Regions from separate parts of the Cyprinus carpio genome. Here region 2 is linked to region 1. Evidence: chromatin contacts called from public Hi-C data. All regions are on one chromosome and are shown on one strand. Each heading gives the region's core, a stretch centred on a gene start, on an enhancer-like site or on the middle of the called end of the contact. The rest is flanking DNA. Distances are from core to core; before and after follow the strand shown.

Region 1 (2,751 bases), core at 86-2,585:
ACAACTGTCAAGCAAGTCAAGTTTCAATGCAAAATTTTCTGTGAATAACAACAACAAGAACAAAATAATAATAATAATAATAATAAATTATTATTAGTATTATTATTATTATTATTTTGTCTGTTTTGAGCTTGTCGGCCACTGGAGGATCCTAAAAAACAATGTGTAAATGCAAAAGACACTGAAGACTGGAAAAATAACTGCTGAAAATTCAGCTGTGTCATTACGGGAATAAACCACCTTTTAGCATTTTTGAATATTAAAACAGAAACCAGTTTTTATTGTAATATTTCACAATATAAGCTATTTTTTTTTTTTGGAAAATACATTCAACCTAAGATATATATCAATATTAAAAAATCTTACAGACTCCAAGCTTTGAAACATATTATTTTATTGTGCCTATACAGTAATATTTTAAACAAGACAATTAAGGATTATTATGGATTATACAATTGAATCAATATACTATAGGCCTACATTTATTCAACAATTCTAAGTCACAAAATGATTAGAATTAGGTCCCAAGACACAAATAAACACCAGTTTAAAATCCTCTTAAAACGGTTTAAATAAGTATTTGAATCCTGCTCAATATAACATTCAATTAAAAAAGCGTAATTACTGCAGATAAACTCAATGTTTGTCTCAGACAGATAATAATTAATATCACTCAATAGAGTTAAATCCTATGATACTTCTTACAGATTAGCCACCAGAGGGAAGCACTTACCACTTCTGAGAGAATCGAGAACGTGTGCTCCTTCATCCATCAGGTCAAGATCAAACATTATATCAGGCTTATTTTGATAATCAGTAATAAAACTGACTCGAATCTTGATTTATTTATAATAATCAATCAAAAACGAGGATGATGATTACAACATAGCCTAAGCAGTAGGCAACATTACAGCATTACTGTAATGCAAATAACGACAGTGACAATAACAATAACAGTTCAATAAATATTTCAATCCTCATTCTCAAAAATAATCGTCAGATTGCTTAATGTAATTATCAGAAATAATTATTTAGGATAATTAGGATGTCTGTGGATTTATTTCATGACAGTTACATTTTGGTGATGTAAAATCACCCCTTCTGACCCCCAGCACTAGCAGCTGTGTGAGGAACTAGTAAACTGTGTCAATAAGAGGCGTTGGGTTCTGGTGTAGCCGACTACACACAGTAGATTTTCAGAAATATTCTCATGCACAACTCAATGTGCAGTGTTTTCATTAAAGCTCCGCCCCGGAACAACTCCGCGATGACAAGTAGGACCGTGTGTAACTCGTTTTCTTTAAATAAGGTCACATCTTAAGGATCTTTTTACATTGCTACATACATTGTCATTCGGTTATGTGTTTTTTAGAACAACTAACAAGAAACGAACGAGTTTGTGTTCTGTTCATCTCTCTACGCCCTGCACATTTGGCGGGAACGGCGCATGAATATCTAGAGTAAGGGAGGGGAAAAACAATCCGTAGTATTAAAACCCGCGGGAGCAGCTGTTCGAAATCTTGCAGTAAATGACAAGCAGCCGCTCGGGTGCTGCAGTCGCAGAAGTGCGCAGGTTGAGCGGCGCGACCCACTCCCACTTTGGATTTACTTTCACCTGATAGTTCACATACACTGACATCTCACCATACTGTCAGCTTTCATTCAGTTTCACCACAGCTACGGTAAGTCTTTCTGAATGATGATTTATTCTCACTTTTGGGCGTTTTTAATCTATTTATTTGTGTAAACAAATTTTTGGCCAACTTTTGTTCTGTAAACCTCTTGGACCATAAAATCAAGACTATAGTCTTAGATATTTTTCAAGTTTACATAAGTGTTCTGTATTATTTAATACGTGTCACATTCAGTAAGTTGATGAGTTTGTAAGACAACTCTCCTGCACTGAAGTTTAGACTTAAGATGAATAACTAGTTGTGCAACATTTAAAGGGCGGTTTTGATCGATAATGTATTCACAGGCATCCACCATGCCGCTGAATTCAAGTATGGCGAGTAAAAATTACGATTACGACTACGACTCCTACCAGCCCTATTTCTATTTCGACAACGAGGATGAGGACTTTTATAACCACCAGCACGGACAGACCCCGGCGCCCAATGAGGATATATGGAAGAAATTTGAACTGCTCCCCACTCCGCCGCTCTCCCCGAGCCGGCGTCCCTCGCTGTCAGACCCCTTCCCCTCCACGGCCGACCAGCTGGAAATGGTTTCGGAGTTTCTCGGGGACGACGTGGTCAACCACAGCTTTATTTGCGACGCGGACTACTCCCAGTCTTTTCTGAAGTCGATTATCATTCAGGACTGTATGTGGAGCGGTTTCTCCGCCGCGGCTAAGCTGGAGAAGGTGGTGTCGGAGAGATTAGCGTCGCTCCAGGCGGCGAGGAAAGAGTCTTCCAGGAGCGACTCTGTGGACAGCTGTCGGTCCAGCCCTAACGTCAGCTACCTTCAGGACATGAGCACCCCTGCCTCACAGTGCATTGACCCGTCAGTGGTGTTCCCTTTCCCGCTGACTGACAGCTCAAAGCCGTGTAAACCATCATTCACACCGGCTTCCACAACACTGCCACTGGATACTCCACCAAACAGTGGGAGCAGCAGTGACAGCGATTCCGGTGAGTAACGGTCAGCTTTTTAATGCTGATTAAAACGAAGTGTGCCTTACACTTTTAGAATTAGATTTATAAGCTGCAATTATTGCTGCTTATATTTTTTACAATGTAAGAATTTGTG
Region 2 (2,751 bases), core at 113-2,612, 59 kb after region 1:
ACTCGTCAAAAATTGTAACACCCCTTTCCATAATTGCGAGCTTCATCTTTCAAAATAAATGTAAAGACAGTTAATAATGTCCTTAGTTTTACCATCAGTTCAAGCCCGAAAGGGGAACAGAGTCGTGTGACAGACACAGTGATGAGGCTTGTATGTGTTTGCAGTACACAAGCCACGGACGGTTAAGACAGCTGACTCCACTGTAATGTGACCCTGTCTCTCTCTCTCGTGCACACACACACACACATATACAACGTGCAAAACTCCGCATTTGAACAGTCAATAGCAAATACTTAAACTAATAACAAAACATACTTACAGTCTGATTCAGAAGCACCAGATTGTTGTAGCAAAGTCAGAATTACCTCCTCTCCTAGGTTCACAAAACGGTTGTCCATAAACTGCATTTCTGTTCTGTTGTAAGTAATCTTAAAGATTCCTAAATGCATCTACTTTCAGAAGGCCAAATAAAGTGCTTTTGCTTTCGCCTAGAAACACACAGCATCTCCATGACACACAGCAACACACTGACCTCCCTGGTTTTGAGACTTTAGTCTTTGCAATTTCAGGGATCTTATCTATGCACAATCAGCTTGTAACACTCCAAAGAGAAAGGAAAACTTGAAATTCGCATCATATGACCCCTTTAATAAAGCCTCACATCTTATTAATATCTTGCTGGAAGCAAAATCTGATAGGTAGCACTTTTCGCTATCGAATTATGCTACCCTCTGTTTTAATGGGAGGTAGCAAAATCTGGCAGGGTAGCACAAATCGTCAGAACACCAGTTCCGCTCCTCCTGACCATAGACAAAGGTTTACAAGTCACTTTTTCCTGTGTTTTTCAATCAATTTCTTGACTTTTCCCCACTTATGAACAACGCATTTTCGTACATGATAAAAGCTCCTTGTGGTCTCTCGGTTTGGCCAATTTAAGCATCCATAAACAATGCAAAACACATGCATTTTGAGTTTCTGCTAGTGATTCCCATGAAGAAAAATCACTTCCTGCCCTCCATCTGCATTTCGTGCATCATCAGTGACATCATGTGCAAACAACCTATTGCAAAATATTTGCAATCCATAGTCAAGTTTTTGCTGATGAGGGTTCATCACAGGGTTAGCAAGGTGTCCGGCAGAGTCAGGACTTTGTCCTTTTTTTCTGGCAGCCTTGATCCCTCTGGATTGCTTGACATTGCATCATTTATCTGTATCTGTTCCTGTGTGTTTAGTGTAGTGAAAGTGCGTCAGAGTGAGGGAAAGCAAGGAAATCCCCTTCTGCCACGTGGGATATGAACAAAGACTCCAGTTTGCCTCAAACTTTCTCTCTTTTGCCTTGCAGCAGGAGAGGTCCCGCCACGCTCGACTGCCGGCATTTACACTCCTCAGTCCTCTCTCACCGCAAACCTCCCCGTGGAGATTGGCTCACTTTGTTTCCTCTAAGATGAATGTCTCTTTGAAACTCTTGTGGCATTTGAGTGAACTGCATTTATATTACAGGTTCCAGCTCTGTGGTGATTCATCGAATGGGTACTACAGAGGAGTTTGCTGCATCACAGAGCAAATCTGTTAAGATTCCTCAGAAACATTTCTTTGACATGACCAGCAAGTGTATATGAATGATGTCTCTTCAGAAAGATCGGTTTACTGGTTCTCAATTACTTTCTGTCTTTCTGTCCATCCATCACCTTAGTCTCACTTTCACAGTCTCTCCACCACTGTCTTTTCATGTAGCGGTTTGTATGAATAATATATGCCACGTTGCTTCGCCGTCATTAAAGGTGACCTTGGTTAATTATTGATTGGGTCAGATGATTACAGGCCTGACCTCTGTATGTTCTCGTCTGCCTGTCGTCACAGTTTTCTTGTTTACGCTCTTCCTCTTATTCCTGGAGACCCTCATATGATGAATTACGGTCTATTGTTATTGCTGGGGGAGTGTTGGCGCCTTTACAGAGACATGAAATGTAAAATTACAAATGTAACCATGAATGTCAAGACTATTACTTTGTTTTAATGAAATATGTAAGAGGTAATGTATAGTCAGTTGGTCATTATCACTAAATAAACCCTGACAGGATGATCAGGTTCAGCCCCTGAAGGGGTTTATTTTGTTAGTGACCGACTGACTCTAAAATGTCCTGCATATTACCTTGCTATTGCCAAATAAATACATAAATGGACTTGAAATATTGTTTTGAGTTTTTATTGTTTTTATGTGTGACCATGTGATTGAAGGAGTATAATAAGGAAATAATAATTCAGTTCAGCAGCTGTTATGTAAACTCATATAACCAATAAATATTGTGATTGACCAACCAGAATCAGAAAGAGCTTCAAGCAGAGAACCATAAAATAGGATTAGTTTTTATATTTATGTAATATATTTCTAACATTTTTTAAAGTAAATAGTATGCACTGCCATTTAAAAATTTGGGGTCATTTAAAAAGGTTTTAATTCAGTTGTTCAAAAGTGGCAGGGAAGACACTTCAGTCTCTTTGAAATAAATGCTGTTCATTTGAACTTTTTTTTTTTTTAAGTTTTCAACATTAATATAAAGTGATTTCTGAAGGATCATGTGACGCTTAATATTAGAGTATTGCCTATACAGAAAATTCAACATTGCCATTACAAAGGAATAAATTCTATTTTACAGTATATTAAAATTGAGAAATTATTTTGAGTTATAATATTTCACAATATTATTTTGAGTTTTTTTTTATAACGTGAGAAGAAAACGACCACTGATT

The links. A called contact is a pair of places that touch in the nucleus more often than the background predicts.
Region 2: a Hi-C map of liver shows a contact between it and region 1, with 2.1 times the contacts expected there. The contact joins the enhancer-like site here to the promoter of LOC109104004 in region 1. A contact is called at or near these places in 2 of 8 Hi-C or Micro-C datasets (both in liver).

The regions. Positions count from the first base shown.
Region 1 is chrB2:18,144,732-18,147,482 of ASM1834038v1, forward strand. LOC109104004 (transcriptional regulator Myc-B) reads left to right here and starts at 1,336. Exons shown (of 3, transcript XM_042718474.1): 1 at 1,336-1,682; 2 at 1,979-2,633. The coding sequence starts at 1,988.
Region 2 is chrB2:18,203,784-18,206,534 of ASM1834038v1, forward strand. No RefSeq gene overlaps it. Among protein-coding and RNA genes, the nearest start is that of LOC109062208, 57 kb to the right of the region's middle. Within about 2 kb of position 1,363, at least 2 of the 8 cell types and tissues checked have an H3K27ac peak or open chromatin away from gene starts, as enhancers often do. A contact at or near this core is called in liver, where this site is marked.